2 separate regions of the Mus musculus genome follow, and region 2 is linked to region 1. A link is a contact called in public Hi-C data. All regions are on one chromosome and are shown on one strand. The core of a region is the stretch at or near the end of the contact, and the rest is flanking DNA. Distances in the headings are between cores, read along the strand shown.

Region 1 (6,238 bases), core at 1,416-3,915:
CTTCCCTTAAGGGGAACAGAATAAAAAAGTTTTAAACAATTGGCTGTTGGGGCCTGGGGAAAGAGCCACGGGTTTATGAATCTAGACCCAAATCTTATGAGCCACAAGACAGGTTGATTTCCGAGAGATGGTGTCCTAGTTAGGTCTTATTTTGTTTTATTTTTTTTTTTTGTCAACTTGGCACAAGCTACAGTTATCTGGTAAGAGGAACCTCAGTGGAGAATCCACCTCCATCAGATTGCCTTTAGGCAAGTCTGAAGACATTTTCTTGGTTAATTGTTAACATGTGCAGCATAACCCTGGACAGGTGGTCCTGAGTTGTTTAAGAAATCAAGCTGGACAGACAAGCCATGGAAAGCAAGCCAGTAAGCACCACCATGGTCTCTGCTTCGGTTTCTGCCTCCAGGTTCCCGCCCTGCCTGAGTTCCTGTCCTGACTTCCCACAGTAATGAACAGTAATTGGGTCGCGTACGTCGAACCCTTCACAGTTGTTTTTGGTCACAGTTTTTATCACAGTAACAAACAGCGAAGACAAAGGGAGAAGCTGTTTGAGTTCACTGCTGTTCAGTGGGTGTCGGTCCCTTGGGAAAGGAGACTGAAGGATCAGCGTAGGAGTTTACGATGCCCCTGGGACATGCTTAGAGGAAACACCTGGCAGTTCAGGTGCCATTTCTGTGTACTCCAGCTAGAGATGTGTGGAAATATAGTCAGTCATCAGTAAGGTTATTTTTCTGAGCTAGGTGATAATGCCCCACGTTCATCCAGGAGGCCACGGGAAGTCTACAGAGCTGGGTGTCATGGGGCTGTTTATCATTGTTCACTAATGACAAGTCAGGTGGGGAAGACCTAACACTGACCAAGCACCGCCGTCCTGGGTCTAAGGCTCCGACACCTCTTTGCAGGGCTGCGTGGGTCCGCATGGCTTATGATGCCCAGAACATATTACCATTAATTGAATGGAAAGTGAGCAGAGATCAGCAGAACCTTGTGTTAGCCAAAACTTATATATACTTAAAGCATGGGCCTGTCTGCAAAGCCTAAGGAGAGTTCAAGAGATGATAAAGACTAAGCTGTCTGGAGAGGAGAGGATTTCACACACACACACACACACACACACACACACACACACACAACGGTTAGTGTCCTAGTTAGAATTAATCGTCAACTTGGCAGCCTACAATTACCTGGAAAAAAAAATCTCAATTGAGTAATTGTCTTTATCATGTTGGTCTTTGGGCATGTCTAACAGGATGACCCAGGCCGCTGTGGGTAACACCATTCCACAGACAGGCAGTTCTGGACTATATAAGAGAGATAGCTAATGGAATCACAGCATGAGACAGGAAAGGAGATCTAGGGTCCCACCCCTAGCCAAGAACCTCTTTGCAGCTGATACCCACTGGCAAAGGGAAAAAAAACCCTCAGTTTTTCTCCAGTGGAATTCCACTGAGTAAGTATCTCAACCACACTCCAGGATAGACCCATGCCCGGGAGTAGTTGACAAAACAAAGTCAATAGATATTTTTTGTTGACTTTTTGTTTTGGCTTTTTTTTTTTTCCATCTTTTTGGTCCTTTGCTTGTTTGTTTTGATTTTCATTTTTGAGGATTTTGTTTGCTTTGCTTTTGGTTCTTTTGAAAGAGAGAGGGAGGGAAAAAGCATTTACGTTGGGTGGGAAAGGAGATATGGAGGATCTGAGAGGAGTCAGAGGAGAAACACATTGCACGAAAATATTTCTTGTTAAAAAAGAAAGAACTCTAGCTAAACGTATGTCCAGCAAGCCAGCAAATAGCATCACCTGATGGTTTTTACCTCAAAGTCTTGCTCAAGTTCCTGCCCTGACTTTCTCAGTGATGGACTGTAACCCCTAAAATGAAACAAACCTTTTACTCTCCCAAGTTGCTTTTGGTCAGTGTGTTTTTAATCACAACAACATAAAGAAAACTAGAGCAGACAGCAATCTGTGAAACCAGCACTTTCTACTATGTAACACCAGGAATACTTTAAGCAGAGTGGACATCATAGCCCTTTGTTGGAATGAGTTTAAGGTGAGACTAGTGTGGGTCATTATTGCAGGTATCAAAATGAGACACTGGGGGCTAGAAGGGGACAGGACTGAGGTGGCACACTCTCAGTCTTTTAGCAACTGAGATGCTGGGTGCTTGCCAAGTAGCTTAGTGTGGGACAGTGCAGGGTACAAAGTTCAGCCACTGGTAATCCAGTTTTATCCAAGATCAGAGCTCAGTAATCCGTTTTTATCAAGGTTTCTCTTCTTCTTCCTCCTCCTCCTCCTTCTTCCCTCCCCCCTCCTTCCCCTCCTCCTCTTCTTCCTGCCCTCCCCACTTCCTCCTCTTCCCCCTTCTCTTCTCTACCTACCCCCCTCCTCTTAGCTTTCTCCTTTTCCTCTGATGCTTTGTGCTTTAAGCACTCAAACTGTCTTCCTCCAGTCAGGTCAAACTTGAAAATGCTCAACGAAAAGCTACTAAAAGACCAGGGTAACAGCAGAAGCTGAGAGTAATTTCTAAAATTAGAAGATGAAATAATGAAATATAAAAATTACTAGGTTGTTCTTTAAATATAAAAACAGTAACATTGCCACCATCCGTTCAAACAAAGCACCATAAGAAGTGTAGTTGTAAAGTTTTAACAGCTGCAGCCGAGCTGCTACCGCTCACGCGGACTCCCAAAGCAGTGCGTGTGAAATGAAAGCCGATGAGTCACAGCCCAGACGTATCAGATTATAAAAAATATGTCAATTTCTAAAATCGATCATGCATGTATGCATGTCAGAGTCAACTCAAGATGTTTTGGATGTGAATCTGGTGCTGCGGAGTAGGACCATTTTGAAGTTGTGATGGCGACGAAGGTGGTGAGAAATCTGCCGGTCGCCATGACGAGGAGAAGCGCAGCCCATGCTGTGCTTCTTCCGGGATGCAGATCCTTAACGGAAGCAGATCTGTCGGGCTGACGCTGGTGGCTGAGGCAAAGGCCCATTCACTGCCTTCTGCAATGATGATAATAAGAAGCACAGCCCATCCTGCTTCGAGGAGGCAGGTCTGTCTGACGCTGGTGGCTGTGGCGAGGACCCGTTCACTGGGCACATCTGCAGAGCTACTACATGAACTTGGACTTCATCTTGCCCTTCTTAAGTGTCAAAGATAGTGACAGATTATCGCTTGTTGACAGGTTGGGAAAAAAAAAAAGCATGCAGCACTGGATAGCATTACTTTCATTTAATGATCTTTCTTTTATAAAAATTAAACCATTCTAAAAATTTTCCTAAATATTCCCCATTCTTTGTGTTTTTCAGAGTCTGGCTATGTAGCCCCACTTGGCTTGAACTTGTTGCATAGACCAGAGTGATTGATCCCAATTCATAGTAGAACTTCTATTTCAGCTTCCAAAGTATGCAGGCTATAGGTGTGTACCATAATGTCCATCCTCTACAAAGAAGTTTCTAAATGGTGAGAAGCTGGAAGCAATCCCACTAAAATCAGGGACTAGACAAGGCTGCCCACTTTCTCCCTACCTATTCAACATTGTACTTGAAGTCCTAGCCAGAGCAATCTGACAACAAAAGGAGATCAAGGGGATACAAATTGGAAAGGAAGAAGTCAAAATATCACTTTTTGCAGATGATATGATAGTATATATAAGTGACCCTAAAAATTCCACCAGAGAACTCCTAAACCAGATAAACAGCTTCGGTGAAGTAGCTGGATATAAAATTAACTCAAACAAGTCAATGGCCTTTCTCTACACAAAGAATAAACAGGCTGAGAAATAAATTAGGGATACAACACCCTTCTCAATAGTCACAAATAATATAAAATACCTTGGCGTGACTCTAACTAAGGAAGTGAAAGATCTGTATAGTAAGAACTTCAATTCTCTGAAGAAAGAAATTAAAGAAGATCTCAGAAGATGGAAAGATCTCCCATGCTTATGGATTGGCAGGATCAATATAGTAAAAATGGCTATCTTGCCAAAAGCAATCTACAGATTCAATGCAATCCCCATCAAAATTCCAACTCAATTCTTCAATGAATTAGAAAGAGCAATCTGCAAATTCATCTGGAATAACAAAAAACCTAGGATAGCAAAAACTCTTCTCAAGGATAAAAGAACCTCTGGTGGAATCACCATGCCTGACCTAAAGCTTTATTACAGAGCAATTATGATAAAAACTGCATGGTACCAGTATAGCGACACACAAGTAGACCAGTGGAATAGAATTGAAGACCCAGAAATGAACCCACACACCTATGGTCACTTGATCTTTGACAAGGGAGCTAAAACCATCCAGTGGAAAAAAGACAGCATTTTCAACAAATGGTGTTGGCACAACTGGTGGTTAACATGTAGAAGAATGCGAATTGATTCATTCTTATCTCCTTGTACTAAGGTCAAATCTAAGTGGATCAAGGAACTCCACATAAAACCAGAGACAGTGAAACTTATAGAGGAGAAAGTGGGGAAAAGCCTCGATGATATGGGCACAGGGGAAAAATTCCTGAATAGAACAGCAATGGCTTGTGCTGTAAGATCGAGAATTGACAAATGGGACCTCATAAAATTGCAAAGCTTCTGTAAGGCAAAGGACACTGTCAATAAGACAAAAAGGCCACCAACAGACTGGGAAAGGGTCTTTACCTATCCTAAATCAGATAGGGGACTAATATCCAATATATATATAAAGAACTGAAGAAGGTGGACTCCAGAAAATCAGATAACCCCATTAAAAATGGGGCTCAGAGCTAAACAAAGAATTCTCACCTGAGAAGCACCTGAAAAAATGTTCAGCATCCTTAATCATCAGGGAAATGCAAATCAAAACAACCCTGAGATTCCCTCTCACACCAGTCAGAATGGCTAAGATCAAAAATTCAGGTGACAGCAAATGCTGGCGAGGATATGGAGAAAGAGGGACACTCCTCCATTGTTGGTGGGATTGCAAGCTTGTACAACCACTCTGGAAATCAGTCTGGTGGCTCCTCAGAAAATTGGACATAGTAGTACCAGAGGATCCCGCAATACCTCTCCTGGGCATATATCCAGAAGATGTTCCAACTGGTAAGAAAGACACATGCTCCACAATGTTCATAGCAGCCTTATTTATAATAGCCAGAACCCAGATGCCCCTCAACAGAGGAATGGATACAGAAAATGTGGTACATTTACACAATGGACTACTACTCAGGAATTTTATGAAATTCCTAGGCAAATGGATTGACCTGGGGGAGGAGAGAGTACAGATATGTACTCACTGATAAGTGGATATTAGCCCAGAAACTTAGAATACCCAAGATACAAGATACAATCTGCAAAACACATGAAACCCAAGAAGAACGAAGACCAAAATGTGGGCACTTTGCCCTTCTTAGAATTGGGAACAAAATACCCATGGGAGGAGTTATAAAGTTCGGAGCTGAGACAAAAGGATGGACCATCTAGAGACTGCCATACCCGGGGATCAATCCCATAATCAGCCCCCAAACGCTGACACCATTGCATACACTAGCAAGATTTTGCTGAAAGGACCCAGATATAGCTGTCTCTTGCGAGGCTATGCCAGGGCCTAGCAAACACAGAAGTGGATGCTCATAGTCAGCTATTGGATGGATCACAGGGCCCCCAATGGAGGAGCTAGAGAAAGTACCCAAGGAGCTAAAGGGATCTGCAACCCTATAGGTGGAACAACAATAAGAACTAACCAGTACCCCCCGGAGCTCGTGTCTCTAGCTGCATATGTAGCAGAAGATGGCCTAGTCGGCCATCATTGGAAAGAGAGGCCCATTGGTCGTGCAAACTTTATATGCCTCAGTACAGGGGAACGCCAGGGCCAAGAAGTGGGAGTGGGTGGGTAGGGGAGTTGGGGGGGGGGTATGGGGGACTTTTGGGATAGCATTGGAAATGTAAATGAGAAAAATACCTAATTAAAAAATTAAAAAAAGAAGTTTCTACATAAAATCTTTTTTTAAAAAAACTTGTGTATTTTCATGTGTATGAGTGTTTTGCCTGCATATATACACACATGTGTGTAACTGGTGCCCAAGAAGGCCAGAAGAGGGTGTCAGATCCCCTGAGACTAGAGTTACAGACAGTTGCGAGGTGCCACATGGGTGCTGGGGATTGAACTGGGATCCTCTGGGAAAGCCCATATTCCTCTTAACTGCTTGAGTAGATCTTTAAGCTCCAGACCTTTAAAACCTATTTTAAAAACCCTTTTAGTAATAAAA
Region 2 (6,238 bases), core at 2,363-4,862, 250 kb after region 1:
CTTCAGACACACCAGAAGAGGGCGTCAGATCTTGTTACAGATGGTTGTGAGCCACCATGTGGTTGCTGGGATTTGAACTCCTGACCTTCGGAAGAGCAGTCGGGTGCTCTTACCCACTGAGCCATCTCACCAGCCCCTGGTCCCACTAATTTCAGATAAGAGATATTTAGCCCGTAACAGCTCATAAGTTGGGCTCAAGTCCAGACCTTGTGTTGAATAGTATGAAAAGTAAACTAACAGATTGAAGTTAGCACAGGTGAGGTAGAAGAGATGCTTGTGTGGTTAATATGGGACCCAATTATAGCAGGCATCAGGAGGCAAAACTGTGGAGTGTCCAGGGAGAGGAACTGAAGGTGTTAGCAGAATTTTGGGAGGAAGCTGGTCTTTGGGAAGATTGGCTTAGCAATGGTAGTTCAAGGTAGGAGAAGAGGGTGAAGGCCAAGAAATATGACATGTCTTTAGGTATTATGATGATTTTCAATTGCAGAAATTCTAAAATTCACTATATGATTTTTTGAGTAATTTTAATAGTTTGATCTCATGATTAAAATATAACTTTCACCTTCGTTTTTGGTGTCTGTGGTCCCAAGGAATCCACAATGTATACTCCTACCACAAAGCTTATGTAGACATGACTGAAAGCAATGCACAACTGGTACAAAATAAATATTAGTTGACATTCACATAACTAAAGCTTCTTCATGTGTAAGCATTTACACATGAAGCAAGACTTTTAAAATACAAATAGCATTAAATAAATTCTAAGTATAAACCCGAGATTCACACCCCCACCCCTGTCCTCGTACCCTAACACCAACTGTTTTTATTGCCCATATTCTTCACTGTGAACTTTGTTCCCATGTGGCTCTCTGCAATATCAGAACAATTACCCCCCTGTTCTCAAATGAGACTTGCTAGTTGGGAGTTGGCAGTATGATCTAGAAGTTTCTTTCCCTTTGGGCTTTTTACAGACCGTATTGGGATAACCCCTATGTGTACCCAACTCTCTCTAGGAGTCTGCAAGGTTAACCATCATCTGAATGACCAAAGGCATCAGCCAACGTACTCTCTTTGTGTGTGTGTGTGTGTGTGTGTGTGTGTGTGTGTGTGTATTCTATTTGCTAAACTAGATGGACATTAATCTCTCTAGTGAGTTGAACATTAAGTCATTTATTATGTCTCATAGGGGTGTGGATTCGCCACATATATTTTTTAAAGAAATTAAACCATGGCTATTTATTGCTGAAATGCTTCTAAGATCCAGTTATCATTATTGAGAGGAAATGTCTTAATATTGATTCCGTTCATATTTAGTCTAGTTACATGGATTGTGTGCACAGGTTTGCAATTATCCCCAGTGAGTCAGACTTTCCTGCCTGGAGGCAAAGCTCTAGGTTATACTGAATTCATTCAAAAATGTTGGGTTTGTTTGTTTAAATAATCCTTTTTAACAAAGCCCCAAAACTTGAAAGGTATCCAAATATACTGCCAGACCATGGCTTCAGCAGCCATCTGATACTAAAAATATAAAAAGATCGTGATTTCCAATGACCTTGATTTACATAAATTTATATACATATCTTTATCCTTGTAGATGTACAGAAGCTAGAATAAAATTAAGCAATATTGCTGTTAGGAATTTGTTGTGTCCGGCCAGCAGACCACAACCTGGGTTCTAGCCTGGAAAGGCATTTTGGAAACCTGGAAGAGAAGAGGGGCTAGGTGGTGAGAGAAAGGAATGTAGCCAAGACAGTTACTCTGATCAAGGCTCAAATTTTATTGTTGCGACACTAGTTATGAAGGAAGGGGGAGGGGACCCGATTCCCGCCAAATAATCTCAGGTCCAGTAGAAAGGTGCACGTGTGTGGCTCCGCAGGTTCCAGCAGTGGGCGTGGCAGAACGAATGAGCAGGAAGCTCCACCCCGAGCAAGCAGGTTTCAGGCTGGGGGAGGGGAGACTACAGGAATTGAGTGTATGCTAGAAGAAAGAACCTGTTTTTACAGAGCTAGAAAGATGGTTCAGTGGCTAAGAGCATGTACTGCTCTTGCAGAGGACCTGAGTTTGGTTTGTAGTACCTGGTGTGTGTGTGTGTGTGTGTGTGTGTGTGTGTGCATTCATGTGTAAATGTATAGACATACATACATGGTACACAGACATGTGCATAACTGTCTGTAACTCCAGCTCCAAGATCTGATACCCTTTTCTCTGTGAGCTCCCTCCTGAATCCACATGGTGCACATAAACTCACACATGCACACACATACATGTATCAATAAAAAATATACAAAAATTAAAATAGTTGCATTCTAATAAAACCATATTTCAAAGAAGAACAGATTTTCAGACCTCTGTGTACTCAAACTGAGGCCTAATACCATTTAATCTGCTGTAAAGTCCACCAGAAAGAAGAGAGTGATTTGTGATATATGTTCATACATATATATATATGAACTGTGTGCAACTTTCTGTTCTGACCACATTGCCAACTATCTACGTGATACTCGTTTCCCAAGAATAGAGTGGAAAATAACTGTGTAGTAAGTGATAATATCCTCTCTCAAGCTTAACAATGCTCCCTGTTTATGGAAATTTAGAGATCCCAGAAGGTTTTGCAAAAACATCTTTCACCACAAATTACTTTCTCTTGTATCATGCTTTTATAAACATTCATGTATCAAATATCCTTTGAAACTGAGATTATTGTCCATGATAATAAGCGGTAATAATAAAATAAATTTATATTGGGAAATGTTTCACCAAAGTTACCTATGCAAATTCCCAGAAGCTCTAGTGAATTACTAGCTAGTCTTACTAAATTGATCGGTCAGGACGTTGAAGACTAGTAAAGGAAGTAATTTCGAATTCTCAAAGCAAGTCAATAAAACTCACAATGTGAATGTATGGCAGGTTCTCTCCAACAGCCTGTGCTGATTATAGCAGAGCAGCCACTAAAAATCCTCCAAAGGGTCACACTCAAACTGCTTCATTGTCAACTAAAGAATGTCATCTTACTCAAAGTCAGAGATCTCTATCAACCTTGGTCTTCCTCTGGCTTTGTTTGGTACCTAAAGCACTTTCTTACCAGTAGAAACGAGTATCTCTGTTCTTGCCTATGTCCTTTCCCACCAGGACGCTGCCATGTCCAATGAACGTACAATTATTTTTAAACTTCTTTCCATGAGGTGATCTCTACATGCCAGCTGGGAAGAGAATGTAATCAATCCAGGCCACAGAAGGTGAAGTGTGGGTCATGCGATGAGCAGGAGGTGGTGAAAGGGGTATTCGATGGGACTTTCCATGAGACTGCTAAGCTCAATAGCAAAGTCTGTCTCGTTCCAGGTCTGAGAGCTCCCGGTGCTCACAGGATACTCAGTCGTGGAGTCAGCTCAGGTGGAGAGCGAGTTTCTCCTGGATCAATAATGGTGTGGAGGAGGAAGATAAAGGGGAGGAGACAAGAGCACAAGGCAAGAAAAATGGAGAAATGGAGGAAGGGAAGGGGAGAAAAGAAAAAGACAAAAGACTAAGGACAGGAAAGGGCAGGGAGGAAGGCAAGACTTTATGCACATGTATCTGTTTCTATTCTTTGAAAAACAGTAGCTTTCATGTGGCCAATAAAGATGGCTTTTGTTAAAGGGTGACGTATCATCCGGCCAGTGTCATAGTTTCTGAAGCTGTGTATCAGCAGTTACTAATCAGGCAATCACAGTGTAGTCAAAAGACTAAATGGAAGTATAGCTACTCAAGTCAAAGAACAATGCAATCACATCTGTGCTCATGCTTGGACACCTGTTGATCAGTCTCTAGTTTTGTTGTTAGGCACGCAGAGGGCTTGGATGGGCATCTGCCTGCCATTCGGGCACTCTCTGCTCACAAAACACCAGTGGCATCCGCTTAGGTCCAAGTCTGAAAGCCCCGGGGTACCACTCCTTCCTTTTCCTTACGCCAATAAAGTGAACTGAGAGAAAGAAATCTCTTTTTGACTGATGGAAATGAGCCAGGGATGTCAGCCCAGCCCTCCTCCTCCTCCTCTTTGCCTCCTCTGGGTAAGGCTTTCTGCTTCCCAGGCCTCTGTTATAGCAACAGCAGCTTAGCTCTCTCTTCTCTGTAATCCCGTTTATGTGATCTTTCCAAAACACTGGCACATTGAAGTCCCTTTCCTTAAGAAGCTTAAACTCCCTGCCTGCCTTGCCTTTGCCTGAGGAGAAAATTTAAGCCCCTTAAGCAAGCACCAAGGACTCTTGTGACTTGCCATCTTTAACTCTGCAGTCGCTGCTTCTCACTCGAGCTTCACCTACAGGTTGTATGAAATGGCAAACAGTCCTGGACACAATCACGTCCTTTCCTGGGGCCACAGCTGTGGCTAGGCTGCTTCATCAGCCACCTTCTCTTTTGCTCCGTAAGCAGCTGACCGGCATCAGCTCTCCCATGGCATCTTACTGCTCTCACCTGACCCTACAGGTCGCCTGTGCCCACAGTCTGAGAAGCTGCTTTGGTGGCTGCTCGTCTCTTCCACTGTCACCTTCTGCATGGAGATACCTGTTAGAATCTGCTCCTTTCTGTCTTCACACTACATTTTGAACTCCTTCTAGCAGACACAGAACAACAGAGTAACTCAATTAAATACACTTTTGTCAAATATTAATGACTTAATAGTATTCACTAAGAGCCGACATGGTAAGAAGAAGGAGGAAGAGGACAAGGAGAATGGGGAAGAAGAGGAGGGATAAGAACAAGAAAGTTGTGGCAGATGGTGATGATGGTGGAGTTGTTTCTCTGTAGTGTTAATTAAACGGTTAAAACAGTGAGAAACCAGAGTCGGTTCCTAAGCTCGCTCAATTGACTTGCCTTTAGGCAAAACTGTTCGCCTGTTTCAGTGTCAACCAACTGATCTATAAACACTGGAAACGTCAAAGTTGTTTGTAAAGACAAGTGAAATATAAAGTACCTACAAGATAACACAGGCTTTATTAAGATCCTAGTAATTAAGGATTTTACAACTAAAAATCTGGTAAATGGGAACCGCAGCCCCTGGAAGCTATTTTCTGATTTGGGAATCAGCCAAGCCAAGGCCCTTCACCTAGGAGTTGAAGATGGAGGGTTAAGTAGAGAAACCACCCTAGCCCAGAAGTGAGGAAACAGGAACAGCAGAAGGAAGGAGGGGCCACTGGTCCCATCAGGGAGGGGTCCTCACACGCTCTGCCCCCTTCCCCTTGTTTCCATGCTATACTTCATCTTGCTATACATTATAGAGGTGTAAGGATAGACTAGGTCATACCCTGTGCCAGAGGCATAGACTAGGGCAAGGGTGTCAGAGTGGTTTCTTGTGACCATGTCTCCCAGACGACAATTTGAGTCATCTCAGTACCAGTTAACCTTTTAGATGCACAAAGCACTTGCTCATTGCTAGGTGTTTTCTCCTTAGTTTTGCAACTATGACTGTCAGAACTATTATTTATTTATTTATTTATTTATTTATTTTACAATATTCCGCCCGCATATATGATTGCATGCCAGAAGAGGGCATCAGATCTCATTACAGATGGTTGTGAGCCACCATGTGGTTGCTGGGAATTGAACTCAGGACCTCTGGAAGTGCATCAGTGCTCTTAACCTCTGAGCCATCTCTCCAGCCCCAGAACTATTTTTATATTAACTTTTATAAAGAACCACTGCTCCCTTTCTTTCCCAAATCCATGTGACTATTGCAGATCTTTTGTATTATCGTATAAGTCTTATGACGAGTTCCTCAGTTTTTAGATCAATAGTGCCTACTGGTACTTTGGCTGGGAGTAGATTGAGTCTTAGATCAATATGAGAATAATTGGAATTTTACCATTCAGAGCCTTCACCCATTAATGTCTATCTCCCTATTATTCACCTACTGGAATACTTGGTCCTCAGTTTGTGATGCAGTTTTGGGAGGTTGATGGACCCTTAAAGAGATGGGGCCTTACTGCAGAAGCTGGTCATTGGGTGCAGGCCTTATAGGTGATAGCCAATCCCATTACCAATGCATGTTCCCTCTGCTTCATGGTAGCCATCTGGTTTTATTTCCAAGGCCGTGATTGTGACATTGCATGGTGTTTCTGTTGCCAGTGTCTTCTCAACCACAATGGACCAGATCTCCTCGTGCTGTGAGCCCCAATAAATATGTTCTCCCTGAAGTTGTGTCTTTCAGCCATTTCATAGCCAAGGAGAGCACAGTAGCTAATGCAGTATGGTGTACCTCATACCTCTG

What was found. A called contact is a pair of places that touch in the nucleus more often than the background predicts.
Region 2: a Hi-C map of regulatory T cells shows a contact between it and region 1, with 1.5 times the contacts expected there. The contact joins two enhancer-like sites. A contact is called at or near these places in 1 of 15 datasets of contacts at CTCF or cohesin (large pre-B cells), 9 of 484 Hi-C or Micro-C datasets (B cells, CD4 T cells, bone marrow-derived macrophages and 5 more), 7 of 115 datasets of contacts at active chromatin or transcription factors (differentiating embryonic stem cells, embryonic stem cells, kidney and 3 more) and 1 of 9 other capture datasets (embryonic stem cells).

What each region holds. Positions count from the first base shown.
Region 1 is chr10:21,467,991-21,474,228 of GRCm38.p6, forward strand. No RefSeq gene overlaps it. Among named protein-coding and RNA genes, the nearest start is that of Aldh8a1, 94 kb to the left of the region's middle. Within about 2 kb of position 2,666, at least 34 of the 459 cell types and tissues checked have an H3K27ac peak or open chromatin away from gene starts, as enhancers often do. A contact at or near this core is called in regulatory T cells, where this site is marked.
Region 2 is chr10:21,714,244-21,720,481 of GRCm38.p6, forward strand. No RefSeq gene overlaps it. Among named protein-coding and RNA genes, the nearest start is that of Gm5420, 27 kb to the left of the region's middle. Within about 2 kb of position 3,613, at least 4 of the 459 cell types and tissues checked have an H3K27ac peak or open chromatin away from gene starts, as enhancers often do. A contact at or near this core is called in regulatory T cells, where this site is marked.